Linked DNA regions of Mus musculus: regions 1, 3, 4, 5, 6 and 7 are each linked to region 2. The links are chromatin contacts, called in public Hi-C, HiChIP or PLAC-seq and promoter capture Hi-C maps. All regions are on one chromosome and are shown on one strand. The core of a region is the stretch at or near the end of the contact, and the rest is flanking DNA. Distances in the headings are between cores, read along the strand shown. Region 1 overlaps Dnaja3 (DnaJ heat shock protein family (Hsp40) member A3). Region 2 holds the start of Anks3 (ankyrin repeat and sterile alpha motif domain containing 3). Region 3 holds the start of Pam16 (presequence translocase-asssociated motor 16 homolog (S. cerevisiae)). Region 4 overlaps Srl (sarcalumenin). Region 5 holds the start of Eef2kmt (eukaryotic elongation factor 2 lysine methyltransferase). Region 6 holds the start of Glis2 (GLIS family zinc finger 2). Region 7 holds the start of Tfap4 (transcription factor AP4).

Region 1 (3,956 bases), core at 1,364-3,863, 260 kb before region 2:
AAAAGGTGCTGTTTGTTCACGTTCCCGCCCAGGGATGTCTGGAGAGCAGGGGCTCTAGGACTACTATGTGCTACTCTGGTAACCACCTCTAGTTTGGGAGTTTGTATTTGTCGTTTTTTTTGGGAGGGGGGGTTGACACAGGGTTTTTTGTGTGTTGACCAGACTGGCCTGGAACTCGATTGGTCTACCTCTGCCTCCCAAGTGCTGGGATTAAAGATGTGAGCTACCACCTTCTGGCAACCATCTCTAGTTTTTAATTGCAGCTGTAAATGGATGCTTCCTGTACCCACACTTACACCACTATATTTGTCTCGGGGCCATCTCCAGCCTCTGGGTATAGAGACTTTGGCCATACCATAGGCTGTGGCAACAGTCACTGGGGAGTCTTCTTCCACCTCCTCCTAGAGACCACCTGGAACCTCTGCTTCTCTAGGGTCCCTTGCTATCCAGCTCTTGAGAGTAACAGAGCAATCTTAGTCTCACACCTGCTCTCAGTGTTTTGCTTCTAGAGCCTTTGCTTCACTTCTCACATCTGTTTCTAGGGTCGGCTCTCAGCTGTCCTACAGCTGTGTGGGTAGTTAGTTCTGCACACCTGGTGGAAGTCCTTTTTTGAAGACATCTCAGGATTATCTCTGTATAGTGAGATGTTTTATTTTTGAATAGTGGGAACCAGGAAGCATCAGCATATTTCTTTTTTTTTTTTTTTTTTTTTTTGGTTTTGTTTTCGAGACAGGGTTTCTCTGTGTAGCGCTGGCTGTCCTGGAACTCACTCTGTAGACCAGGCTGGCCTCGAACTCAGAAGTCCGACTGCCTCTGCCTCCCGAGTGCTGGGATTAAAGGCGTGTGCCACCACGCCCGGCTCATCAGCATATTTCTTACTCAACAGATCCCTGCAGGGATTCAGACAGACCAGAAGATTCGTTTGACTGGAAAAGGCATCCCCCGGATTAATAGCTATGGCTATGGTGACCACTACATTCACATCAAGATCAGAGTTCCAAAGTAAGTATTCAGTAAGACTATGGCCAAAACTGTTCCGGCAAACAGGCATCCTTTGAGTCTTTTAGCTGCCAGGCCCAGCACCCAGCAGTTCAGTTGCCCTTTGAGCTCTTGGCTTGGGCAAGTTTTTTCTTCCTTGGAACCAGTTTCGTCTGACCTGATTCCCATCTGAGCATTGGCTATAGTAAGTTGGCCTCATTGAGTTGTGGAATGAATGACACAGGAGCTGCTGAACTCCTGATGTGTTCTGGGCTTAATGCTGTGGCACCCAACATGTGCTGTGCCTGTTCCTCTCAGGAAGCCAGTGTCAGCTCTTGTCCCTTTTGTGAGATTGGTTTCTCACCTGTTGCCTGACAAACACACATAACATGTGCACCCCAACCTGTGAGCATCTGCTTAGCAGTGATGACAGTTTAAACAACTCAGGGTTTCAGAGAGAAGCTCAAAGGACCAGCATTAGCACAAGGTACCCCAAGAAAGGGAAGGGAATAAGGGTGAGGGGCATGGATAGAGGCAGACATGTCATAGGCAAATGACTGTCTATAAAGGTAAAGGGGACCCCCCCCCCGTGTTAGGATGAGGTGTTTAATTTTGATTGCTGTACTCCAATTCTTTGATAGTTGAACCTTGGTGGTCAGCGTCAGGAGGAGGAAGTGGCCAAATAAGGGAATAGGCCTTGATGGCTAGCTTTAGGAATGTGATCTAACAGTTTTGCAAGGAAGAGAGAATAGTGAAGGGTAAGGCCTGCCAGAGCCACACTTGCCATGTGTAGGCTGGCTAGAGCCCTTTTCTGAAACGTTGACTTGGCCATCAGTTCCTCACCACTGGCTCAGTGCGTGCCTCTGCGCGAGTCAGACATGTATGTGCTTATGTGCTTTCAAGGGCTGCCTGGAGGAAGTGCTCGGCCACTAACTGTTGTTGGTTCACAGGAGGCTGAGCAGTAGGCAGCAGAACCTGATCCTGAGCTATGCCGAGGATGAGACTGACGTGGAGGGGACGGTTAATGGAGTCACCCACACAAGCACTGGTAAGGTACCTGGGACTGACATGGCGGTGTGAGGGACCTCTGAGTCTCTATTGACAGACATTTCAGAACTTGAGTTTTCATAGGCCCCCAAAAGTCATTGGAAGAGGGGACTCGTGGGTATACAGCCATCTCTCATGGGTGCGTCTCCTATTCACTGCATCCATATATTTAAGAAAGCCCAGGAGCACTTGCTGCCCGGCAGCTGTGCCTAAAAGTTGTTTCCTGAGTTCTAGCCTTGGTTCTGCCACTTGCCCTGTGACTTTGGGCAATTACCTCCAAGAATTCTTTGTAATAGTTTAAGGGGGAGATGAATTGAACAGAGCTATAGACACTTTACTAGGAGTCCAAAGTAAACAGTGCTGACAACAGTATAAAGATACTACCTCCCACTTGATGAACAGATTTGTTGCCTAGGCTCAGATGTCATGAACTCAGACACAAGTGGTTGATGTGTGGGCTGGAGCTTTCCTGTGCCCCTGAGGCTGTTTCTCAGGTGAAGCTTCTGTTGATTGATATAGGTCAGGACAGGTCAGGACAGGACAGGACAGGTCAGGACAGGTCAGGACAGGCTGTGCCCAGCTGCACGTGTTTCTACCTCATTGCATCATTTTGTTTTTGTGGGAACCTGAACAGAGTCCTCAGATCTGGAGTGGCCTTATATTAGTGTGTGGTGGTTTATAGCCAGTATTCAGAGCTAGGGCAGCTTTTCCAGCAGATTAGAGGGAGGATTTGGAGTTCTCAGAGGGAAGAGACAGTAGTGGAAGTGGAAATCCCAGCAGCCTTCCCTGGAAGTTTTGTTGAGCTCCTGTTAAGAACAAGAGCCCTGTTTATAGCTTGACCAAACACCAAATGATATTTATTTTAGTGTTTAGATGCATAATGCATAAACTTTTCTCTTTGTTTTTCACTCATGTTTGCTTGTTTGAGATGGTCTTGGTGGCATGTAACATGAGATCCTACTGCTTAGGCTTCTGAGAGCTGGGATTCAGGCTTGGTCCACCATACCAGTTCTTGTGTTCTCTTTTAAGCTAAATAGGAAGTGGGACAAGTTATTCCATAGAACTCTGATTGTGTGCCTATAACTTCATGACAAGTCCCCAAGGTTTCATAATACACGAGATTTGCTCTGTACACAGGAGCTCCTGTTCTGCAGGGCAGGGCGCAGATGGGGACAGGAACAGTCCATCCTTTTTAGAATGTCCTTACTATTTTCTTCCATTAACCTCTGTTGTCATTGTTTTCAAAATCGCATCTCTTTGGGAGTTTGACTCCCAGATTTGATTTTGTAAAGCAGCTCAGTTGATAAAGTGCTAACCTAAAATCCCTGAGGTCTCAAAACCAAAAACCAATGGGCTTTTTGATAATCTTGCAGAGATGGGTTGGGGAGAGGGTCATGAGGCTCCCTCCTTCCCTCCCTCCAGCACCTCCTGCTGGCTGTATCTAATTCTACTCCATAGCATGTGTTCTCTGGAATGCTAACTGACAGGGGACTCCACGATGCAGTCTGTTAGGTCATTGACCATGTGTAGGACTTTTCTGCATTGAGAACATTTGGGCATCACCAATGTTCCTGTAAGCAACCCCTCATCCATGTCTGCAAGTAAACCCAAAAAACACATTGGTTCCCTCAAGCTGGACATAGTTGGAACTGCTTTCCTGTGTCTGTGCCCATCTGGGGTGAGTAGACATTGTTCACATCCATCTCCCTGGGGTAGTTGATGCAGCATCTAGATGCAGGACAGACAGCAGGAGCACAGCTCACTCTGAGTGGGCACACGGAAAGGAGTGCTGTAAGCAACGCGCTCAGTGAGGCCGGTGCTATTGGGAGCTGCAGAGGTGACTCAGAGACATCGCTGCTCTTACAGAGGACCTGGATTTGGTTTCTGACACCCACTTGGAGGCTTAGAACCATTTCTAACTCAAATTCCAG
Region 2 (3,626 bases), core at 386-2,885:
AGCCACTTTAAGTGGCTGAGTCCTTCCGGGACAATATCGCAGTGCTCTGGCAAGGTTATTACGCTGAGGTTGGAACTGACCCTAACCTGACCCAACAGAGTCAAGAGTAGAACAGCAGGGTGGGAAGACCCGGGCTTTGGCACTGAACCCACCTGGGTCCCATCTCGGGGTCAAGACCACCACAGGAGTGGCCTCAAGGATACAGAGCACCACAATATCCATACTCAAGAGTTCTGGTGAACCCAGAAGGAAGCCCGAAGGAAGTATGACCCAGAAGGTACTAATTCCCTCGAGGCCCTTAAACACTCTAGCATTATCCTGTGTTGGTGAAAGCTGGGCCTGGCAGCACAACTTCCAGACGAGGCAGAAGAGTCAAATCCCAAGCCTGCCTGGGCAACTTAGTGAGACTAAAATATTTTAAAAGTAGAAAGATGGGCTGGAGAGATGGCTCAGCAGTCAAGAGCACTGACTGCTCTTCTGAAGGTCCTGAGTTCAAATCCCAGCAACCACATGGCTCACAATCACCAGACAACTACAGTGTACTTAGATTAAAACAAATATGTTTTTAAAAAGTAGAAAGATTGTTGAGGATCTATCTCAGTGATAAGCACTATATATACACAACTTGCAAGGACATAAGTTTACTTTTAAAAGTTATAAAAAGGACAACATACAACAGTTTGCCAGTCTCACGATGAGTGATGTGTGTGGGCTGGTAAGGTGAAAACAAGGCCTGTATCCTGGAAACACCAGCTTCTCCTGCTGCAAGGCCTGCGCTCAAGTAGCACCTAACCTAGTCTGAACCAACAGAATGGACACGTGCTTCCCCAAACTGGAAACCATAGGCGGATTAGCAGAACCCTGGAAGAACTCACACCTGCAACTCCAGCTCTTGGGGGGCTGAGACAATAGGACCGCCTTTGAGTTCAAGGACAACCTGGGTAACATTAGATGCTTACACTAAAAACATCCAACCCGCCAGCGTAGTGGCACCGGCCTTTAATCTCAGCATCTGGGAGGTAGATCTCAGTGAGTCTGTGGCCAGCCTGGTCTACACAGTGAGACACGCCCACAATCTCAAAAAACCAACACCCCCAAAAAATCGATTCAAGTAAAATAAAAGTTTCTATGTCTTCTGCACCTCTCTCTCTCAGAATTTCAGTTGCAGCCCTGATAAGTTATTCTTAAAATTCTTAAATCTTAGTTTTAAAAAAAATTCTATTCTGGAGGCAACTGTCATTCCTCCAAGAGATCCATGAAGGCCTCGAGGGAGCCCCTGCAGCCCAAATGTACGACGCAGTTCCGACCCTAGCGGTCCCGGCGACTATGCACGACCGCAGGCTCCCGTGTGGCTCAGCAGTCTGGCCGACACCTCGCGTGACCCCTTAGTTTAGCACCACGGCGGCGGGCCCGTGTCCCCAAACCCTGCGACAGGCAAACGCCAGGGCTGCCCACCCGAGCAGACTCAGGGCGCCTTGGGCCCCACCTCTCAGAGGGCCCTGCCGCGGCCCGGCCTACCTTGCAAGGCCTCAGGTTCCCGGGCCACCCTCCAGCGACAGCGGCTCGCCCCTCACCGGCCGACAGCCCTGCGCCCGGCCCACCCCGGAAGTAATCCTCGCACGGCGCAGAGCATCCCGGGAAGGTGACGGACGTTCTGTTATTGACACGCCACAGCAGCCCATGAGATGGCAGATACCGGCCCATTCGCTCGGGAGCCAATCCTGAGGCAGAGAGGCAGGCGGCGAGTCGCCAGGCCGCCGTGGGTGGCCGTACTCAGCACGGGGACAAGGCAAGTGGGCGGGCGGAGCGGCTGAGGCAAGTGGGAGACCGCGGAAACCCACGCGACGATGGGTGGGTCCTGGCTGCGGGTGGCAGGGAATGAGACCCTCCCCTCGGCTCTAGCACGGACTGCCTCGTCCCGCTGCCTTCCAGTTCCCTTGACAACGACGCCTGGCGCGGGGCGGGGCGAGGCGGGGCCAACTGGCTTTGAGGAGAAACACTGAGCCGCTCGGTCTTCTGAGCTCCTCCATGCTCTTTCCTCTGCGGGTCAAGCCTTCCTTCAACCCTCCCCGCCTTGCACACCTAAAGGACGATCAGTCCTGGGCGGCCCCCTTCACTTCGGTGATTCTGTGTCCTACCGCCAAAGCCCCTGGTAGGAAACATCTTTTGGTGCGTATACCAAAAGCGTCTCCACCTGTGGTTCCCAATTCAGGACAGCCAAGCACCCGTCCTTGCTCAAATGCCCTAAGACCCCACTCACTCCTCTGACGCAGCTCTGGTTTGGCACCGTTAGCTGATCTGCTTGGTCCGCTTGCTAGGCCTTCACCCACAATCCTAAAGTCCCTCTGCCCCTGAGGACTGAACGTGTTTTCTTTAGGGTGAGATATAAAAGGTGGAGCTGAGCCAGCGACTGGATTATAGAGACTCATTTGAGTGATGACTAAAAAAAAAAATCTCTTGAATAATGGATCTTAAACCTCTAATTCTAAAGATTATTTTTAATTATATTAATGAATTAGTTTGTATTTTAATTATGTGTATGGGTGTGAAGGTGGGTATGTGTACTCCAGTGCAGATACGAGTGGACGCCAGAGACGGGCTCTCCCTGAGGTTAAAGTTGCAAGTAGTTGTGGTTTTGGAAACTGAATTGTGATCCTCTATGAGAGCAGTAGAGGACACCACCATCTTGTGCACTCATGACTGCACATACCCACACATACAGTCCTGCTACCAAGTGACATAAGTTTGCAGAACCAGAAGGAAATGGGTAGAAACTAGAATTTTTGCGGGTGCATTTTCATCTACAGCTGATCAAGGCTTTGGGAAGGCTACCAATGCTAGTTTCTCCTTGAACACCCAGACACTGCCACCTCACCTTGTGTGCTCCACAGGACTCCTTGATGATGACAGACGGTGTCCTTTGAGTCCTGGCCCCCATGACATCCAAAGACAAAGCAGTGATGTCCTTGCCAGTTTCTCCCTGGGATGCCATCCTTGAGGCTGCCAAAAACCAGCTTCCATCTCTGGATTCAGACTCGTCCCTGGTGAGCAAGAGCTTTCTCCTGGATATTAACTGCCAGCCTGGGCAAGGACAGCTTCGGGCACTCCTCTACAGACCCCACTTTGGTCTATGGACTTTATTTTCACTCATCAGTGTCTGGGATTACTTCTGGGTATCCACTTCTTCCAGGCTTCTCTCTGGGTTTGCCAGAACTCTTGAGTGTGGATATTAGTGCTCTGTATCTCCAAGGCCACTCCTCCTGTGGTCCTAACTCCCAGGTGGACTCGGTACCAAAGCCCTGGACTTCCCACCCTGCTGTTGGACTGCTCTCAACTCTGTTGGGTCCGGTCGGGTCCAGCTCCAAGCTCTGAGAGTGATAACCTTGCCAAGGCCACATGGTATGGTCTGGGAGGGATTCTGCCACTTGAGGTGAGCCGGGGGGTCACTGACAGTATCAGTGGCCATTTATACATGTGAGAGGGATCCATTGTGATCCACTGGTCAGACGCTCAGCACATAGGTTGGCACAGGACATTTCAAGTGAAGAGCAAGGATTCTAGAAGCAAGGTGACTAGTTTGTGCCTCTTCACTACCGTTGTTCAGTGCTGGCTTTAATGCAGTGTCC
Region 3 (3,787 bases), core at 361-2,860, 340 kb before region 2:
TCCACTCCCCAGGCAGGATTTCTGTATGCCTCCAATGCTGAGGAAAGGCTCTGGCGGGGGCCCAGTTCTTGCACAGTGCCCCACCTCTGATGCACTGCACTGACCTCCTTCCTATCTAGACACTGTCAGAGACTCAACACTGCCAAGGCATGGTGGTAGTAGTGTCCTTGGGAAGCGGAGGCAGGAGGGTTTGAGTTATAAAGCATGACAGTACCCCAACCCAAACCTGGGCCATTCCTAAGGACCTGACAAAATTAGACATAATCGGACTCCCAGGGGTAATCTTCTAGGCTCCTCTTACCTCACCTTCCAACAGTACTTTCTCATCCTCTTTTGGATGAGAAATCCATCTGGGGATGGATTTAAGGCCTTTTACCTGTGGTGGGCAAGCACTGCAACACTGAGCTATACTCTCAGCCCTATGTACTAAAGTTGCCCTGGAACTCACAAATTCCTGATCTTCCTGGCCCAGCCTTTCAAGTGCTGGGTTTACAAGTATAAGCCTTACACGAGCAGCTGAGGTAAGTTCAAGGTGGAATGTGGAGAATGCACGCTAAAGACCGAGTTCCACGAGGAACCAACAAAGGTTCTTACTAAATGGCAGCGACCTAATTACAAGGAATAATATAGTGGCAAATGTTTAGTCTCAGAACAGAACACGAACAAAGCTGGGGCCAAACTGACTCTTGTGGGAAAGATGAGCTTGGAAAAGTCAAATTCTCTGAGCTTCAAATCCCTTAAATTAAAATGGGGACGATTGAGAAGGCTTAAATGACAATCTACATAAAGCTTCAGCTCCAGACAACGCATTGTGAGCGGTTAACTACTACCTACTTTCCCATGGTCAAGGAAGATGCTCCCAGCTGGGTGAGATGGCGCACACCTTTACTGCCAGCCCTTGGGAGCCAGAGGCAGAGACAAAAGGATCTCAGTGAGTTTAAAGCCAGCTTGAGCACATAGGGCGTTCCGGGCGAGCCACACTATCTATATACATAGTGGTACTTAGTCTCAAACAAACAGATAAATAGGCTTCCCTAACCTTCCAATCACTTAGGGGCAAATCTCAAGAACCTGCGGGCAACTTTCAGGTGCCAATGGTGCCAAAACGCTCAGCCTTTCTGGTTTCAATTCTAGCAAGTCTCAGGTCTACCACTTCCTTGGATGAGCCAACTGTCAAACGCGGTTAAAAGCCAAGCGACACAACACCAATATCGCCGAGTCCTGCCACTCAGGAGCCGGCCCAGTCAACGACCGTCTCCTCCCACTGCCCACAGCGGACCGCGCACGCCGAGGCAGGGAACGCACAGGCCGGGATTGGCCGGGAGCTTTCCGCCAACCGAGCCTCGATTCCCCGGTCCGCGGTCGTCACTGCCCGGGCACCAACGACCGACCGGGCGCCACGCTACAGACTCTGCTTCCTGTGAGGAACCCGGGGGGCTCACGGCATCAGGACCAGAGCCCGCTGCTGGACTCCGATTTGACCTCCCTTCCCGAACACCCCATCCCGGGCCTCACCATGGCGGACGCTCCACTTTAGGGGGACGGGTGCCGCTTCCCGACCCAGTGGGACCAGCTCAAGGGTTGCTGGTGGGTCAGAGGTCAAGGGAGACCGGAGAGCGCGTGCGCAAGGACGCGACGCGTTTCCAGAGGCGTGACTCTCGCGGCACCGCGCATGTGGGCGGAGCCTGCCTCGGGGCCAGAGGACCAGTGGGCGGCCCCAGACTTGGTGCAGTTTGGTGGCCTTCCCTTCATTTTCCCAAAACACTTAGGAAGAAGCTATCATATGAAATAAACCAGAGTATAATAGGGTTGGATGTTAAAATCGCTAGAATATTTAAGAGAACCAGGTATTTCAAAATAGGATTTATTTCACATTGCCCCTTCTGGTGAAGCTCTTTCCTAGACGCCTGAGGAACTGTTTCTGCCCATGTTCAGTCAACTTTGTAATCTAATGCCATCTCCTCAGTGAGGGCCACCAAGTCCCCTACTACAGTGGCATGCCCAGCACGCTGTCCTGATTTCAAAGGTCTGAGGTGTCCTTTAAACATCAGATGCTTAGTTTATTCTTTTCTGATTTTTGTTTGTTTTGTTTTTTTTGAGACAGGGTTTCTCTGTGTAACTCTGGCTGTCCTGGAACTCACTCTGTAGACCAGGCTGGCCTTGAATTCATTGCATTCTGCCTGTCTCTGCCTCCTGAGTGCTGGTATCAAAAGGCGTGCGCCACCACTGCCCAGCTGCTTCTGGAATCTTTATGCCAGGTTTGGTCTCTAGTCAAGCTTCTTTGCTTGGTTTGCAAAGGCTTCTCGTCAAGTCCTCACAAGACCTTCTCTGGTCTGTGTGTCTGTGTGTTGGGACAGTTCCATCAAGACAGCCGTAATTCACACACCAAGCAGTTCCACCTTTTGGAGTGTACAGTTCAGTTTTGCCATGACCAACATCCAGATCAGACCAGTTCTTGCCCAGCAGCCACGCACGTCCCTACTTTGAAATCTACTCATCTGTACTTTGTGTCTGGGTTTCTCCTCAACAGTCCACAGACTCAGAATCGGAACAACACATGGTCTTGTGACTCCATTATCATTTCATGCTTCCTTTTTTCCCCTTAGTTCTCAATTTGTGCATCTTAACTCCTTTGGCAAATTTCTACCTCCAGAAATATTTACATTGTGATATATAACAGTACCAAAACTACAGTTATGAAGTAGCAATGAAAGTATTTTTTATGATTGGGGTTCACAACATGAGGAACTGTATCAAAGGGCTGCAGCATTAGGAAGGATGAGAGACACTGCTCTATGACATAATTCTTCTTTTTTTTTTTAACATTTATTATCATTGCTATGTCTCCTACTAGAGTAGGCACTCACAGTGAGCAGGACATTTATGCCTTTACTCCTAGCTATCAAGCACCGGGACGGCTGCCTGGCATGGGTACTCATGTATGTTTGGTGAATGGCCTTAAGTCAGATGCCTCTAGACTAGTGGTTCTCAACTCTCCTAACCCTTTAACATAGTTCCTCATGTTGTGGTGACCCCCAACTATAAAATTATTTTTGTGGCTACTATTATGGACCGTAATGTAAATATCTGTGTTTTCTAACATGTTAAGCCACCTGTGAAAGGGTCACTTGACCTCCCAAAAGGGTTTGTGACCCACAGCCTGAGAACCTCTGACCTAGACCAGTGCCCAACCTACCTCCACACTCTCCCTTCCCTGCGTACAGTGCTGACCTTCCATTTGCTTGCCATTGGGTCCTGCAGATCTTAGTTTTCACTTTAGGAACGGAAACATCTCCCCCTCAGGCCCTGACCCTGCCATGAGCCCAAGTCAGCTCCTTTTCCGTTTCCTCATTGCTTTCCTATGCACCACTGGTTCCCTAGTGTAACAGAGCTGCAGTCAGCGGAGCGCCATCTTTCCTGTATATTACAAGGAACGTGTAGCAAAGTGAAACCAGCACGAACAGGAACAGACCCAAATCTTGCTCGCTCACTCATATCCCTGTATCCTTCTTTCTATATTCCCAGGGAGTGGAGCAGCACAAGAGGCAGCCAGCTTAGAAAAGTTTAATTGCTGGAAACATCCAGAGCATATCCTATATAGGCTGTTTGTTATGGGGTCCACACCACTGTAATGAGGCTGTTAGCGCCATGAGACCCTTTCTCCTCAAGCCAGGAGAAGCAGGACAAATGGTCCTAGGCCCCTAAGGAGAAAGCGGCTCCCAACAGCTTGGTGGGGGACCAGCCCCCAGTGTCCTTGACTGGGGCTGGTGCAGTAGGCAAGACAGCT
Region 4 (4,020 bases), core at 296-2,795, 470 kb before region 2:
AGGGGCTTTATAAGAGCATTCACTCCAAAGACACCAGGAGCCATTGTTTTGACCTTTTCCAGATCTTTGGCCTGCACCAGAAGGAGGAGTTGGCTGGATTGCAGGCTTGGTGCTCACGCTGGGAACAGTCTCCTGGCTTAATCTAGAGAATGTCTCACAAAAAGGACAAAACTTCTGCATTTCGAAGATTGAAGTTTGCTACCTGAATCAACAGTAAGAAAGGACATGGGAGAAGCATAGACAAGGTTGAGCCATCCGAGCTCCAGGCTCTGCCCATCTGCAGCTTGCAGCTCTCCTTATCTCTTCACTGGGGCTCTTCACATCCTCCCCTCAAGCTCAGATTAGTCTTAGTCCATGACAAGTCTTCCAGGGTCTGAAACCAAACACTGAAAACTGGGAATCCTTAGATTCTTGGTCCCTGAGGCCAAGGTCCTCTAAGACACCCTGCTAGGAATCACACCCTGCCAAGGCTACTGGAGAGGGGTATGAGAGAGAGAAGCAGAATTCTCTAGTGTCTTCAAAAGAAAGATGGTGGTTTAGGAGGGTGCTCACTAGCAGAGCATTTACATAGTATGTGCGAGGCCCTGGGTTCAGTCCCCACTACTGCAAAAATAGAAAACAAAACCAAATCTGGGCAAAGAAGCAGGTAGAGGCTGTAGACAGAGATGCTGTTTCTTATTGCTGCTTTCTGGTCCTCTAACTTCTTTTCTGAACTAGCTGCACTGAGCACCTGTGCTCTCCAGACTTTTGTCTTCCTGAGCCTGCAGACAGACCTCAAAATACAGTCTTCTTTCTTAAACTTTTTTTAAATTTATTTCTTATAATTTTGTATACTGTCCTGACTCAAAAGTCTGAAGTACAAAAAGCCCCAGTCTGTCTAGGCCACAATACACTCTCTATTAGGTAACTAATGCTGGGCCAGTTGGGGTGGGTTTTTTTTTTTTTTTTCTATTTTCTTTTGAGAGGACGTTATATTTCCCAGGATGTTCTCAAAGTCCTGGGCTCAAGAATCAAGTGATTCTCTTGCCTCAGCCTCCAGGGTAGCTGGGCCTATCTATATTTGTGTACCACTACCCTGGACACTAATGCTAATTTCTGGCATTTTTCAGCTGCCTTACTGTGTATACACTGTGTTGTATACCAGTGTTGTACATTCATTTTTGTATAGCATGAATCCCTTCTGCACCTGGCTTTTGGATATACTGGTTTTGTTCCTTTGGGAGTAAAGCAAAGTCCTAAAAGATGATGGCTTCTGTATGGTGAGCACAAGTCGTGGGCTGGCCCTTCCCTCTTGTGTGTAAGCACACATGAGAGGCACTCAGCCTGGGAACACGGCGATTAGGCATCTCAAGAGAGTTATGCCAGTTATGGATTTTTCCAAAAAGCCAGCGCTGGTTATGTGAGACAGAGCTTCGAGTGTTGCTGTTCCAATTCTGCACAGCAGGGGGCATTGTGGGCATATGTGGGAGACCAGCAATAAGCTTGAAGGATAGGGGGCATGCAGGAAGCTGGCAGGACATTAGGACAGAGAAGCCAAGTCCAGAAAGGGAAGCCAGAAGAGAGCCAATTGGCCTTTGCTGAGAGCCAATCCAGGGGCAGCTGGCAGCCTCTTGGCCACTGAGGCTTTAAGTTTGGAGTTTCCCTGGGAGGGTCATGCCACTCTTGGTGTCAGAGTAGGGAGACAAGTACAGAGGACAGAAGAAAGCCAGCCACTGTTCTGTGACCTCACACCAGGCCTGCACGCGCTCGAAGAAGCAGGAGCGGCGGGCGGCGGGCTCTTAGGCCTGTAAGAATGGTATAGGAACCGACAGCACAGGGCATTCATCCCCTGGGGAAAGGAATGGGGCCGGGGTCCTGACAGTGGCCAGGGCAACCAGCACTGCCTGGCATTAGATTCCTGTTCTGTAGAGTAGGAACAAATGTGCCCTCAGATACACAGCTACTCAATAGGCATTAGGCTAATATGGAAATTGCCAGGTAACACAGGAAGAGATTTGTCATGTGATTTACAATTAAAACAAGGGCTGGGGTTATAGCTCTGTAGTAGAGCACTTGCCTAGGATGCTCAGGGCCCTGGGTTCCATCCCCAGAACTGAAAAGAAAAAAATAACAATTATGAAAGCTTTAAACCAGGAGTTAGAGTAGCTGTGGATATAGCTCAGTGGCAGGGCACCTGCTTAGCATATCTAAAGTCTGGGGTTGTGTCCCCAGCACTGAAAAATGAGTCACACTTTTAAAGATGGCAAACCATGGTGGAACAAGAATTCTCTGGTATGTTCTTGTGAATACAGATTGGAGTATTTCAAGGCAATTTTCTAACAATGATTAAAATACTTAATTCTAGTGTTCTATAATAATTTTTAAACATGTATTTGTGGGGCCGGGGTATGCCAGAAGATAAATTACGGGAGTTGGTTCTCTTTTCTTACCATACAGGTCCAGGGATTGAATTAAGGCTGTCTGGGCTGCAGGTACATTTGCCTACTATGCCATCTTGTCAACCCCTTTGCTGTACTATTTTAAGGACAAACAAGCAAGCAAAACATGTCTTACAAATATCTGTACACAAAATATATGAATTATGCTAGTGTTTGGAATGGTTTAATTTCATTTTGTTTAGATAGCATCCCACTCTAAAGCCTATGGTGGCCTGAAATTCATTCTGTAGCCCAGGCTGGCTCTAAATCCTTAGTCATTCTATTGCCTCAGCCTTACAAGTGCTGAGACTACAGGCATAGCCAGCATGCCCAGCTTTGGAACATATGTATGTATGTATGTATGTATGTATGTATGTATTGGGGGTGCACAGCTTGGTGTGTGTATCGAGGCCAGAAGGGCCTTGTGGGGCCTGATTCTCTCCCACCGTGTGGCGTTCAGGAACTGAACTCACGCTTAGATGCAAGTGCTTCTACTTGCTGAGCCCCCTCGCTAGCCCTACTCGTTTGTTTGTTGTCGTTTTCAAGATAAGGTTTCTCTGTGTAGCCCTGGCCGTCCTGGAAGTCACTCTGTGGACCAGGATGGCCTTGAACTCACAGAGATCCACCTGCCTCTGCCTCCTGAGTGCTGGGATTAAAGGTGTGTGCTATCACACCTAGCTTTTCTGCCCCCTCCCCCAAAACCAAAACATTTGTTTTTTTTTTTTTTCTTTTTGAGCTCTGGCTGCCATCGTCTCACTATGTAGAGCAGGCTGGCTTCAAACTCACAGATATTTGCCTTTATATTTTAAAATTTAGAAAGTGTACAGCACCTATTGTGCCTCAGAAATTAGATTCTGGTTGTATAGAACGTGGTGTATTCTTAGAAGACAGGCAAGAAGCTTCAATAAAGAATAATGGTGAGTCATGCATGCATGCACATACATCTATATGTATACACACACATGTACATACATATACATATGCACACTTGGTATAATATGATCCCATGTATGTAAGAAGAAAGAGACATTCCTATATTCATAGATATAGAAGAAATGTCTAGAAGAATCTATTACATCCTATAGTTTTGAGCCCTCAAACAAACTGTGGGTGTCTCTGGGAGTGGAACTGGATAAATTGGAGATTAAGAAACAAATTGTGTGTGGGAGGGGGCAACATGGTGTGATGGTGTATTTTGGGGACAGGGCCTTGCCATGTAGTAGCCCAGAACTCACTGTGTAGCCTAATCTGTCCGCACAGTTACAACTCTCCTGCCTGTGCCTCCCAAAATCTAGGATTACAGCTCTACACCGTCATGCCAGGCTTTATTATTCAATTTATATTTTTATATTATTTGAATACAGTTGAAACAAGTATGTTTTTTGTTTTTTGTTTTTGGTTTTGGTTTTTTTTCGAGACAGGGTTTCTCTGTATAGCCCTGACTGTCCTAGAACTCACTGTGTAGACCAGGCTGGCCTCAAACTCAGAAATCCGCCTGTCTCTTCCTCCCAAGTGCTGGGATTAAAGGCGTGCGCCGCCGCCACCACCACCATCTGGCAACAAGTATGTTTTACTTTACTATTTTAAAACCAAGCTTTAAAAG
Region 5 (3,967 bases), core at 369-2,868, 290 kb after region 2:
CCAGACCTGATTGTCATGACTGCTGAAGCTGCGGGCTCAGCCGGGGCTGTTTGAAACTTTTTGCTGTTACAAACCTGGGTGTACAGTGTATTGCTCTGCACTCATTTCCTGTGGGACAGAGGGGAGCACGCCCCCTAGTGGCGTAGCGGAAGGATGGCTGGGATGGAACAAGAGGCAAAGCCGTGATTGGTTCAGACACCTACACAGCCTGCTGCTGTGGTCAAAGAGGGAGTAGACTGTAAGGAACCCTCCCGCGCTACCTCCTGGGAAGAGTCTCTTGCCTACTTTAGTAGTGCGGGCTGCGGGGGTAACAAGGAGAAAGCAGACCCAGTCAAGGCTCAACAGTGGACGGCAGAATTGTAAAAGCAGACAGGCTGGCCATGGTCAAGAGCTAATGAATCCGCACTTCCAAGACCTGCACAAGAGCTGTATGTTTCTAAGGGCTGCTGCCAAGGGCTGAAGAAATCCAATACCTTGGCCTGCTGGGAAGCTCGCAGCCAAAAATGTCCTAAGAACTCCCGGAGGGCCAAGGGCCCTACACTCAAGAAACCTGCAATTACTGGTCTTGTCTGCCTACAGCCGGCACAGAAAAACACAGTCAGCAGAGATCAGCACTCCCAGAACTTTTTGTCTATCTATGATTTCTAGCTGGGCAAAGGAAAAGAAGTCCAGCTGTTTAGTAGCAAGAGGCTGCTATCATTGTATCCTTTACTGTATTAATTAGAAATGATGGCACAGAGATGTAGCCTCTTGTAAAGTCCCACAGCACACAGGGGGTTGAATTAGAACTATAAGCAGGAAGCTGGCCTCCCCGGCCAGAGCTCTGATTCTTTCCTTCTTAAACTCCTGGTCAAATGGAGTGACCACAGACGCCAGTGCTGTGCACTGTGGGTGACCCTGAGCAAGTACTTAGCACAGCACATGAACTATTATTACAGTTGACATTGAATAAGGACTTATATGTTATTCGGGTTTCGTTTTGCGTTAAGACCAGAGATATTTTATGTCGATGAAATAATACAACTACCCAAACCACCCAACGAAACCGGGTAGACTCTGGAGGAATACAAATCTATAGTAACTCATGCCGGTGAGCTCACCGCACAAGAGTTAACAGCGAGGCACGCTCTAAAGGATCCTCGCGTCCGAGCTGCAGGTCCCCAGGCCACAGGGAAGCACCATTTTCAGTCCGAACTCCCTCTGAGACGGTTCTGCCTGAAGCCTGCCCTTCGGATGGGGACCTGGCCTCCTTTTCAGGAGAGCGCGGCTCTTGCCATTTGAAGACGTTTAGTTTTTCAAAGTTGTTTTGCAGTCGCCAAGATGACCGATTACTGGCTTAAAAGTTGCTAAAATAATCCAGCCCGGTTCGTGACCCTGTAAACCCTGCCGGGGAAGGGCCCGCCTGCCTCCCCCAGTCCAGCGGTGAGCAAAGGCGGCCCGAGACTCCCGGCCCCGCCGCCCGTGGTGCTCGACCCTGATACCCGCCGCACGCCCGCCGCCCACCTGCCAGGGAAAGGAGGGCAGCGCGCGAGCCGCCAGGAAGCGGCGCTCGAAACTCTGCAGCAGAGACGTGGCCCCCTCGTGGTCCTCAGGCGCCATCGCGGGGCAGGGCCAGGGTTGCCTGGAAACGGGCGGAAGCGAGGCCTGAGACGGAGGAGGCGTGGCAACTAGGAGGTAAGATGTGGGCGGGGGCTAGTCTATGTTCCGGCCCAGGAGGCGGGGCAAGATGGTGCCCGCGGGGCGGGGAGTACGGTGGGGCAGGGTTAGAGGCGGACCGGGCCGGGTTGGGCCTGACTGGGGAGCGTTTTAAACAGTTCCTGGAGCTGGAGCTGGCAACTTGGAGGCGAAGCCTAGACTGGCTTGGGGGCGGGGCTCAGAGGGCGGTCCTTGGCAGGAACTGGGGGTTGGAAGGTGGGCCCGAGCGGGAATGGGGGTGGGGCTGAGATTGAGGTTGAGCAACTCTTAGCCGGTTGTCTTTGGGTGGTCTGGGGCGAGCTCAGATCAGCCGGGGGCGAGGCTAGGGTGGGTCTGCCCTCGAAGTAGCCGAGGAAGATTTTTGGAGGGGTCTAACCCCACCTGGGTGTTAGGAAGTGATACCTGGGATCCTTCAGCCTACCTGCGCACGCACACGCGCGAGTGCGCGCGTGTACACACACACATCCACGAAGCCAGGTCAGCATAGGGGACCAAGGAGTTGGTCTTTATTCCCTGAACTGGGTTCATTTAAATAAAATGAACTGAGATTGTTTCTGTGGGGTTTCATCTTTTAATTTCTTTACGTTATTTGTGTATATGTGTTCACACACACACACACATATAACAGTAACAGTATCTGCTCTGAAAATTAGTGCACAGAATTGCAGAGGCTTCCAGCAGGAGTTTTGTTTCATCTTGCAAGGAATAGAATCTGAACTAAGAGTGGGAGTTAGCTGCAGTGGGTGGCAGAGTATTCTGTTCAAAGTCCCTAGAGTTGAAAGGCAGGACACTGGCAAGCCACCCCTGTTGTCCTCCAAGTGTGCACTGTCATTCAAGGTGTAACAGTTCAGTTTAGCAAATGTCTCAAAATCTCCATTTGGAAGCTTCTAGAGCTAGCTTGTTAAATATACTTGCAGAATGTTGATGAAGGGGACAGATTGTATCCCATTACCTCCTTTAGACAAGAAATCCTGAGGTTTGTTTTGGAGAACAACAGAAGGGAATTAATTACAGTCAGGTCTGTGACCCTCCAAAAATCCAGGCCAGCATAGGGGACCAAGATGGGATTGGTCTTTTATTCCCTGAGCTGACTTGATTTAAATAAAATGAACTATGATTGTTTCTGTGGGATTTTGCCTTTTAATTTCTTTACATTGATTATTTGTGTATGTGTGTGTTTGTGATCCACCACACATAAATAGAAGTCAGAGGATGGCTTGAAGAAGTTGGTTCTTTCCTTCTACCATGTGGGTTGAACTCAAGCCATTTGGCAAGTGCCTATACCCACTGAGTTATTGAAGTAGCATTATTGGTTTGTTTTACAGTGTCTTGCTATGCAGACCTGGCTAGGTTGGTATTCTCTTTGTAGCCCGTCTTGGCCCGAACCTTGCAGTGATGCTCCTGCCTCAGCCTCCAAAGCACCCAGGCTTCTCGGTGTGTGCCGCCATGCTGGACTATTACTGTGACTCACATTGCATATTCCTCATGCTGCACTCACCCAAGGAGCATGGGACCTGGTGACTGAGGAAGGCTGGCTTAGAGTGGCCTCCGGGGCGCTCACTTGCCTGTGCCATTTTGATCAGTTCCCTGCCTGCAATTGGTGATACAAGAAATGGGAACCAGAGAGATACACTTGTACATCACTCATATTAGTGATTGATCACTGCTGCTACAGAACAAAAGAGCAGCAGTTGGCATCATAGTAGTACTACATGATGTATCCTAAAGTATTAGCCAGTGGAAGCTGGTCTAACCTTTTGATACCACAGACAAGAACAGTTTGAAAAAAGACCCTACGTGGGCTACAGAGCCATCTTATCTTGGAGTGCAACAAAAATCATGCATTTTAATTAGATCTGAATGTAGGAGGGACAAGTCACAGAGGGATCCTGTGTGTGTGTGTGTGTGTGTGTGTGTGTGTGTGTGTGTGTGTGTGTGTGTATGCGCCAGCGAGCGCGCACACAGTGCATCTCCATTACTGTTCCTGTTCCTCTCAGTTTTTTTGAGACAGGGCCTGGCATTGTTCCTGGATCCCACTGCTAGTCTGGCTGCTCCCTACAAATTAACACTGGTGTTACAAGTGTGGATGACTCTGGATGAATGGATTCAATTCCATTTCTCATACTTGTAAGGCAAGCCCTTTACCAACTGAACCCAATTCACCGAAGGACTTTTGAGAACCCAGGAACCTCACAGGCGTGATGTGTTCAGGTGTAAGAGTGCTGATTCCTGATGTCGATGTCTGATCTGAGTGTTTCTGCACCTTCATTGT
Region 6 (3,792 bases), core at 175-2,674, 370 kb before region 2:
CCTTTCATGTATTAAAAGATCATAAGAATCTAATATGTGTCTTCGTTCAAACCGAAGCACCCATCATGACTACATAATCAGTTAAGAGCACTGACTACGTATCCATTTGATCACCACATCAGGAGCACCAATTATGTGCCTACCTTCGCACCAGACCAGGAGCGTGTGCCAAGAGCAGTGCCTGGGAATGGGGATGCCCCATGATCAAGATTCATGTCTTGATGTGGCTCTGGCGCAGACCGAGGCATCAAATGCCCGAATAACAGATTTCCAACCCGGAGTCAGTACTTCACCTACTGGTGATGCTGACTTTGAAGTGCCTTTTCGTTTCCTGAGTTCAAGTCCAACTTCGGATCAGGAGGGCTGTCTTTTTGAACTGAGATTTGTCACCAGACAGGTAAAAAGATATTAGGCGTGGACTCAAGACTCGCCCAAAGAAAACACTAAAGAACGCCAAGTCTGAGCTTCCCAGGAAAAGGTGGGAAACAGCTTGGCTGCGGTGTGCAAGCGTTACTGACTTACATCCACTTTTCAGTGACCAACTCATTGAACTTACTGACGCCAAGTGCGATGACCCCGGCGGCGCTCAGATTAGGGGACCCAGGTTGTCCAGGCGGATGTCACCAAGATAACGGAATCCTGGATTGGTTGTGCCAGGCCTTGTGCTTATTTCACCAGGAGGGCAACTGAGGCTGAAGACAAGGCAAAGCTGGAAGAGAGAAGCGTGGCCTCGAACCTGTCGGAATTGAAAGGCCTTTGCCTGCGCGGTCCTGGATCTGGACTGGGCGGGGAAATCAGGGCCTTCCAAGAGGCATTTCTATCACCTCCGCGGCAGCCAAGGGCCGCGGGGGCCCTGGCCAAGGTGACCCCGCAGGGGGAGGCGAGGGTCCCCGCCCCTCGCCCGCTGCGGCCGCCTCCATCTTCCCGGTCCTTGGGGCTTTTCCTCCTGGCCGGTTCGCCCGCCCCTCTCCCAGGCTTCCCCCAGGGGCGGGATATCTCGCCCTGCCCCCCGCCCCCCAGGCCTTGTCCTAGCGCTGCCCTCGGGCTGGGGGCGGGACCGCGGCAGGCGGGGATGGGGGGGGGGGGAGTCGAGGAGGACGCGCGTCTCTGCCGTGGCGGGGCTCCCTCCTTCGCTCCCCCTTCCCTCCGGTGCCCGCTCCTGCGGCCGTCCGCTCTCCTCCCCTCCCCGGGCCCAGCCTCCCCCCACCCCCACCCTCCACCCCCCGCGCACGCTCCGTCTGGCAGCTGGCGCTCCGGGCCTGGGGCCGCAGTAGTGAGAGGGGTTTGTAGGGAGGGCGGGAGCGAGCGAGCGAGCCGCGAGGGAGGGAGGGAGGGAGGCCGCCCCCCGCGCCCCTCCTCTTCGCCCTCCTCCAAGGCCGCCAGTCCCTCCTCCCACCCCCTCCCTCCTCTCCTCTCCTCCCTCCCTTGCAAAGACATCCCCGCACAGCCCGGCCGCCGCGGCCACCTTCCCTGCCCCGAGCTGCAGATGTGGCGGAGCGGCCGGGTGCCGCGCGGCGCCAGGGGAGCCCGTGCCCCGTAAGCCTCGCGCCCCGGCCCCCGCCCGCCCCGGCCCTCCCCCTCGCCCGCTCCCCGCTGCCCCAGGACCGCCGGAACCCGCAGCCGGAGCCAGTCAGCCCGGCAGCCGAGGTAGGAAGCCCCCGGGCGTCGCGCCGGGAGGACGCGGGCTGGGCCAGGGACTTGCCTGGTGCGCGGGGCAGCGTAACCAGAGGGTCGCCTCCCCCTCCCGCGTCCGCGCCTTGCTCCGGGCCATTGTGAGCCCTCGCTGAGGCCCCTGCGCTCGTTGGTTTTGCGCTCTCCCTTTCTCGCCGGCTCCCTGGCTGGGTCCTTCGATTTCACCGTCTTTTTTCTCTTTCCTTCCCTCCTTCTGTTTGGGGGCCGAGCTGAACTGTGGCCCGGCCCGGGGCGGGCGCAAACTTCACTGGGGAAGTTGGGCGTCTTCAGTAGGGGTGCTCTGCGAGGTGAGAGGGGGCCACCCGAAGCCTGGGCATGAAGTTGTATGGGGCATCTGGCAGCCACCTTTGCTCACCGGTGAGCTCGGGTTATTTGGAAGGTACCCTCCCTTTCTGGGTAAAGTCCTGCTCTCACTACCCTTAACAAGCCTTGGGGGAGGCAGAGAGGGGGGCGTCCCTTGATTCAGCACTAGGAGTTGGAATATTGTGTAGCCTTTGGTCCACTCCTGAAGGGTGGATGGAAGCAGGTGAGGGACCTGGCTGGATGGAGAGGGTGAGTGATTGCATCCTCAGGATGGGTCTGGAAAAGAGGTGACGAGGCAGGTGCATCCCCCTCCTACCAGGATGATGCTTGCACCTCCCCGCAGGCCCCCTAGGATGGGGCTGGAATCCAGGCTGGCACCTGGACGCCTTGGCACACTGCCCTACCCAGTGGGATACTCAGGCCACAGCAGGGCAGCATGCTGCCTGTCTGCCTACCCAGGAGGGCCCGCCCAGCCCAGCCAGAGGGTGGCGGGGAAGCACTGGTTGCAGGGAGTTGCCCAGCCCTGCCCTGGGGCCTGGGAAGCTGGAAGGGATGCTGGGAGGAGCCCTGGGCCCCCAGCCATCAGGGCCCAAGATCTTGGCTCTAGAGGGAATGCTTGACACCAAGGGGGCAGTCAGGCTAGCCAGTGGCCCTACCAAGACTTGAGCTCCCATGGGTCTGGCCAGGGCTAGGGCCTGCGTCTTGGGCTTCGGTGGCAGGCACCCTGCACGGCTGTCTCCCTGTTGTCCTGGCACCCAGGAAGGAAGGTGGGGTTGAGCCATGGCTAGGGAGACAACTGCTATCTTAGCTAGCTTTCTGAAGCCCCTAGGCTCAGGGAATGTAAAACTGTCCCCTTCAGTGTGCCCAGCTCTCCCCAGGCCCTGCTCTGGTGGCACAGTACCACAGCTGTCCCAGCCCCAGCCCACACATCCCTCTCTAGTGACCTCAGAGCCCTCTCTCTCTTTTCTTCCCTCTGGGCTCAGGCTGGGCCTCTCAGCTGGCCCTGGCTTGCACTGGGGGAGGGGTCTCCTAAGACACCCTTTGCTGAACTGCCGTCTAGCTCATTTCAGGATCCAGTCCCAGTGTAATATGTCCCTGTCTGCCATCAGTCAAGCAGGAGGCAGTGCCAGGCTGTGGTTTTGTGGGGTGGGGAACCCTTGGAAGTAGCCCTGTGTCTTTAGCCTTTCCCCCCTCCCCCTTCTTTCCGGAGCTACCATTAGTGCTGACCCCCTGACCCCCTATGCCTGCCTGTCCTTCCCTGTCTGTGACCCCTGACCTTTGGTGTTAAATCCCTCCAGCTGGGTCTCTCCAGCCTCAGAGTGACCCTAGCCCAGGCCCCCTGGGGCAATCTGGCTCTTGGCTCTCTATGCGGGGACACCTGCCAGCCCTCCCTCCTAGATTGGGGGTGGGTGGGAAGCCAGACAATGAGTCACCCCACTTCCAGGCACTGCTGCTTTGGGGGTCACTGGCCGTTAAGGGACTTGCTGGATCCAGGACACAATTTGTGTGTAGGGCATATGGGGGAAAGCTCTTGGCCAAGAAACCCTTTTTTTGTGTCTTGGGTTCAAATCTTGGCACAACCATCAGCATTTGAGTGTTGCTTGGCCTGACTCTTCCCCTGTCCAGGCCTCAGTTTCCTCATCTGTAAAACTTAGGGTCAGGCAAGGTGAGATAGCTGAGTCCTAAGATGAGGCTGGCCTGTGGGTGGGGGCAGGGAGAAAGGATATGTCCAACAAAAGCCAACTCTCAATTATCCGTGGGTGGAGCCAGCATGAATAACTGGATGCCACAGACATC
Region 7 (3,633 bases), core at 824-3,323, 400 kb before region 2:
AGCAAACTTAGGAATCGAGTCCAGCTGAATATCTGCTCTAACTGGTGCCTTCTTAGCTTTATAAAGCTTCTCCAGCTTTACAAAGAAATCAGAAAACAAATGGACTCACAGCAAGATTGTAGTGATTCGAAGAGAAAATTCTAGCAAGTAGGTCCCCAGAATATTTAGTGTCCAAGAGTTTAGTTACTGCTGTTTTGTACCTGCTGGGCCCTCAGGTGAACCGTATCTTAGTGCCAGCTGGGGGGGGGGGGATTAGAGGGGGCTGCCAGCTGCTAGACCCACCAACAGGCCCTAGGTATTGGCTCTCAACTTGAAAGTAAAGTGGGATCCCTACCTGGATTTTATACCTATGCAGCAACCTGCCCCACAGGCGTTGCTGTCTACCAACCAGCCTATGCCACTCAGCGGGCTCCTCCTCCTCCAGCCCCAGCCCTGCCTGGCTGGGGTGTCGGAGCACGTGGCCCCAGCCCTGGGGAGCCATTACGCTCCTAGAGTAGCACGGCAGGCAGGAAAGAGATCGTCGGTTTCAAACTTAAGCGCGCTGGAGAAACCTCTCCTTGCGTGCACCACCACCATCCCCGCCCGGACCCAGCCGGCTTGTAGGGTTCAATGAGCAGATACCAGGGCCGGCAATAGAAATCTCAGACATGACGATTTAACAAGAGTTTAAGAGAGATTCGGCCACTGGTCAATCGCGATTTAGTAGCGAGTGGATCTGGGGCAACCTAGGTAGGATCAAGCTCACTAAGGGGTATCTCAAGAGAGACCTCCGACCACCCACCCGACCAGGAGATTCAACGCTTTGCATTTATGACTGAGGAACAGAAGTGGGACAGCAAAGTTTGCAGACCCATATGCAACAGGAAGTAGACTAGAGCCCTGAAGCAACCTAAGACGCACCCTCATCAAAAGGCCTCCCCACCTGGCCTGCTTAGCCCACCTAGTTGGTTACGGCCGAGCTTTGTGCAAGTAAAGCGTGGCCCCGAAGCGCCTACAAGTCCCACAATGCAGCACCGACCCGGCATAGAGAACTACAGCTCCCGTGAGGTCGTGCGCGCAGAGGCCCGCCTACTCCAAGAGGGCTGCAGAGTCACGTCCAGGCCTCGCTAGTAAACAGCACCCGAGCGCGGGCGGAGAACGTGCGACTAGTGACTGCCAACGTGTGGGGGACCGCAACTTCCCTGCTTGAAGCATGGCCACTAAAGGTCCACGTACGCCTCGCAACCTCGAGCGAGCACGCCCCCAACCCTGCTGCAGCCCTGTTCTCTGCAAACGTTCACACCACCCGGCTCCCCGCCCCCCCTCCCCGCAGCCTGGAACCGCGGCATGGCAGCATTGTAGCTGTCCTCTCGCACACTCCGGGCCCCCCCCAAAACGACCTCCTTAGAAGAGGGTTCCCAGAAAGCGCGAGTAAGCAAGGAAAAGGAAGGAAGCCAAAGCTGGCGGGGGGAGGAGGAAGCGCTGGGTGAAAGCCACCAGCAGCAAGCATGGCCGGGACTGCTGCAGCACCACGTGGGTCTGTTTGCAATTTACAAACGTCGCGACTCGCCCGCCTGCAGCGGACAAAAGTGGACAGAACCTCTCGGGGTCCCCACGTTCCAAGGGAAGAGGGTCCCTAGGCAACGCAAGCAGGGTTCCAGAGACTGCAGCGGACCCAGTAGCTAAGAAAGGCGAGCGAGCTCGGAGGCGCGAGCCATGCGTGCGCACACGCGCACCCGCCCGGGCGGGCTGGCCGGGGGCTGCAATGGGAAGAAGGGGTTGGGGGGAGGAGCAGTACACACCTACAGAGCCCTCCTATCACTTCTTTCTCTGTTTTCCTGAAATGTTGCAAAGAGGGCACCTTCTGAGTGGGCACCATGAAATACTCCATAGCGATAGGCCCCCCTCCTGTGCACGAGCCAGGTCTCGCGGTCAGCCGGAGAATGCAAGATGGAAATCCGAATCAAAGGGCAGCGCCGGACGGAGGTGCAGAATCGGCCGGTCCCAGATGCTGGCGGCAGCAGCAGCAGCGGCGAGGGGAGGGAGGCGGGCGGGAGGGGCGGGCGGGAGGTCTCTCCAGCCTGCCTCCCCGGGCGTGTGTATGTGTGTGTGTGTGTGTGTGTGTGTGTGTGTGTGTGTTTGCAGCTGATCAGATGTCTGTTTCAAGGCGGGAAACAGCTGGTGAAAACTCAGCACTCCCCGGCCTCCTTCCGCGGAGTAAGGAATTGCATGTAAACAAAGGACTATTTGCAGCGCCCCCCCCAGGGCGACTGGATGCTGGGGCGAGAAGGGCGCAAGCTCCTTGGGACCGACTACTACATGGGTCTGCAGACTTAACCCTGGGATCAGGAATCAGGGGTCGACAGCTGGCTGTGGGGGGACACGATGTGAATGGAGTGAACAGCGGCCCAGCTACATGCGCCACTATGGGTGATGAGGTCCATCAGCTGACAGGTTGGCAAGCGTAGCTAAAAAGAAAAAAAAAAAAAAAAAAAAAAAAAAAAAGGCCAGCCCCACCGCACGGGATCCCAGTCTGTGCAGTCCAGGGTCCGGTGAGGACTGCCCAGTGCGGGGTCTTTGCGCACCGCTATCCTGGAGGACGCGCTGGGCGGGGCTGCAGCAGCAAAGGGAAGGCTCTTTTGGGTGTGTGCTTCAGGCTTTTGCATTTTCATAATTGCCACTGCACGGAGCGGAGCAGAGCCACTCTGGCGCGCTCCCTTTCGAGCCGACCCGGGCCCCCTGGAAACTTGCGTCATAGCCACTGTTTCCCACAAGTAACTTGGGGCTGACTCTGACCACCCGCCAGCCTCCTCCCTCCGTCTTTACCCAGGTGGCTGCCTGGCCCAAACTCTGACTGGTGCTAGGAAATTAGATTGCGAAGGGTACAGGCAGGTGCGCAAGGTACCTCGGATGTTTGGGGCTGCCATAGGAAGAGAGAGCAAGTGGGAAGGAAGGGAAGGGCGGAGGCAAGCCAGAACAGCAGCGGCCCTGAGGCAGGCTGCCAGCGCGGTCCGAATATCCATTAGAGGTCTGGTGGTGGCTGCCAGGTCCTGTCTTGCCTCTTTCACTACCTTACTTTCCGACTTCGCGCGCAGCGGGCTGCAGCTTCTCATTCATGGGGAAGGCGGGATAAAACTTGCTCCACCGCCAGAGGGCGCGCTCTACAATGGGGGGGGAGTGGTGGTCTGGGGCAAGGGAGGGGACGTTTTAGGGGTGAGCTTCCGTCCTCTGACACGCCCCCACCTTCCGGTCCCGGCCCTCCCCAGACTCCTGGAGGGCTTGGCCCCAGGCTCAGGAAGCCCACGCCTGCCTCGGAATGTCCTCGCTCCAGCTCAGCGCCTTTCCCAGACCCATTCGCTGCCTTCCAAGGTTCCACCCAAATCGAGCCTCTTAGTTGAAATACTTCTATTTATAACAATTGTTGGGTATTATTAGAAAACATTGTTCAATATTACCAACCTGATCTCTAACTGTAGATGCCAGATCAATTAGCATCTAATCCCAGGGACACGTAACTTGAAAAGCAGCACTTCCTAGCCGGCTGGGCTGTGCAGTTGCACACCTGTAATCCAGAATTCTAGCGCTTGGAGATCGAAGATACGATCGTGCCTCTAAAAAAGACAAAGAAGCAAGGCGGTGGTAGCGCATGCCTTT

What was found. Hi-C and Micro-C count contacts between places; a contact is called where the count stands out from the background. HiChIP or PLAC-seq counts read pairs in DNA pulled down with a chosen protein or histone mark. Capture Hi-C pulls out chosen DNA fragments and counts their contacts.
Region 1: a contact with region 2 is called in an H3K27ac HiChIP or PLAC-seq map of embryonic stem cells, with 6 read pairs. The contact joins the enhancer-like site here to the promoter of Anks3 in region 2. A contact is called at or near these places in 8 of 115 datasets of contacts at active chromatin or transcription factors (the SCID.adh cell line, bone marrow-derived macrophages, embryonic stem cells and 1 more) and 5 of 9 other capture datasets (adipose tissue, embryonic stem cells, liver and 2 more).
Region 3: a contact with region 2 is called in an H3K4me3 HiChIP or PLAC-seq map of bone marrow-derived macrophages, with 6 times the contacts expected there. The contact joins the promoter of Pam16 here to the promoter of Anks3 in region 2. A contact is called at or near these places in 1 of 484 Hi-C or Micro-C datasets (CD4 T cells), 5 of 115 datasets of contacts at active chromatin or transcription factors (bone marrow-derived macrophages, memory CD8 T cells, microglia and 2 more) and 3 of 9 other capture datasets (adipose tissue, embryonic stem cells and liver).
Region 4: a Hi-C map of muscle stem cells shows a contact between it and region 2, with 2.2 times the contacts expected there. The contact joins the enhancer-like site here to the promoter of Anks3 in region 2. A contact is called at or near these places in 2 of 484 Hi-C or Micro-C datasets (CD4 T cells and muscle stem cells), 2 of 115 datasets of contacts at active chromatin or transcription factors (bone marrow-derived macrophages and microglia) and 2 of 9 other capture datasets (liver and pancreatic islet).
Region 5: a contact with region 2 is called in a Hi-C map of natural killer cells, with 5 times the contacts expected there. The contact joins the promoter of Eef2kmt here to the promoter of Anks3 in region 2. A contact is called at or near these places in 2 of 39 promoter capture datasets (neural stem cells and pre-B cells), 12 of 484 Hi-C or Micro-C datasets (CD4 T cells, CD8 T cells, LSK cells and 5 more), 4 of 115 datasets of contacts at active chromatin or transcription factors (embryonic stem cells, extraembryonic endoderm stem cells and pancreatic cancer cells) and 3 of 9 other capture datasets (adipose tissue, liver and pancreatic islet).
Region 6: a contact with region 2 is called in a FOXA1 HiChIP or PLAC-seq map of pancreatic cancer cells. The contact joins the promoter of Glis2 here to the promoter of Anks3 in region 2. A contact is called at or near these places in 1 of 484 Hi-C or Micro-C datasets (embryonic stem cells), 1 of 115 datasets of contacts at active chromatin or transcription factors (pancreatic cancer cells) and 2 of 9 other capture datasets (adipose tissue and liver).
Region 7: a promoter capture Hi-C map of adipose tissue shows a contact between it and region 2. The contact joins the promoter of Tfap4 here to the promoter of Anks3 in region 2. A contact is called at or near these places in 8 of 484 Hi-C or Micro-C datasets (CD4 T cells, LSK cells, embryonic stem cells and 3 more), 1 of 115 datasets of contacts at active chromatin or transcription factors (memory CD8 T cells) and 2 of 9 other capture datasets (adipose tissue and liver).

What each region holds. Positions count from the first base shown.
Region 1 is chr16:4,700,283-4,704,238 of GRCm38.p6, forward strand. Dnaja3 (DnaJ heat shock protein family (Hsp40) member A3) reads left to right here. Exons shown (of 11, transcript NM_001135112.1): 9 at 887-1,002; 10 at 1,929-2,026. Among named protein-coding and RNA genes, the nearest start is that of Nmral1, 17 kb to the right of the region's middle. Within about 2 kb of position 2,614, at least 14 of the 459 cell types and tissues checked have an H3K27ac peak or open chromatin away from gene starts, as enhancers often do. A contact at or near this core is called in embryonic stem cells and liver, where this site is marked.
Region 2 is chr16:4,962,602-4,966,227 of GRCm38.p6, forward strand. Anks3 (ankyrin repeat and sterile alpha motif domain containing 3) reads right to left here and starts at 1,636. Exons shown (of 17, transcript NM_028301.4): 1 at 1,519-1,636. It also overlaps 4930451G09Rik.
Region 3 is chr16:4,623,336-4,627,122 of GRCm38.p6, forward strand. It overlaps Pam16 (presequence translocase-asssociated motor 16 homolog (S. cerevisiae)), which reads right to left and starts at 1,611. Exons shown (of 5, transcript NM_025571.1): 1 at 1,516-1,611. The coding sequence starts at 1,518. Coro7 (coronin 7) reads right to left here. Exons shown (of 28, transcript NM_030205.4): 28 at 3,549-3,787. It also overlaps a transcript of Glis2 not described here.
Region 4 is chr16:4,487,751-4,491,770 of GRCm38.p6, forward strand. The region is part of intron 4 of Srl (sarcalumenin); the gene reads right to left. Among named protein-coding and RNA genes, the nearest start is that of Srl, 33 kb to the right of the region's middle. Within about 2 kb of position 1,546, at least 127 of the 459 cell types and tissues checked have an H3K27ac peak or open chromatin away from gene starts, as enhancers often do. A contact at or near this core is called in bone marrow-derived macrophages, microglia and muscle stem cells, where this site is marked.
Region 5 is chr16:5,254,338-5,258,304 of GRCm38.p6, forward strand. It overlaps Eef2kmt (eukaryotic elongation factor 2 lysine methyltransferase), which reads right to left and starts at 1,619. Exons shown (of 8, transcript NM_027446.2): 1 at 1,504-1,619. The coding sequence starts at 1,599. Gm15983 (a long non-coding RNA gene) reads left to right here and starts at 1,626. Exons shown (of 3, transcript XR_003951974.1): 1 at 1,626-1,674.
Region 6 is chr16:4,593,289-4,597,080 of GRCm38.p6, forward strand. Glis2 (GLIS family zinc finger 2) reads left to right here and starts at 1,425. Exons shown (of 7, transcript NM_031184.3): 1 at 1,425-1,647. It overlaps D330022H12Rik (a long non-coding RNA gene), which reads right to left and starts at 967. Exons shown (of 2, transcript XR_875867.3): 1 at 144-967.
Region 7 is chr16:4,557,647-4,561,279 of GRCm38.p6, forward strand. Tfap4 (transcription factor AP4) reads right to left here and starts at 2,074. Exons shown (of 7, transcript NM_031182.2): 1 at 1,782-2,074. The coding sequence starts at 1,870.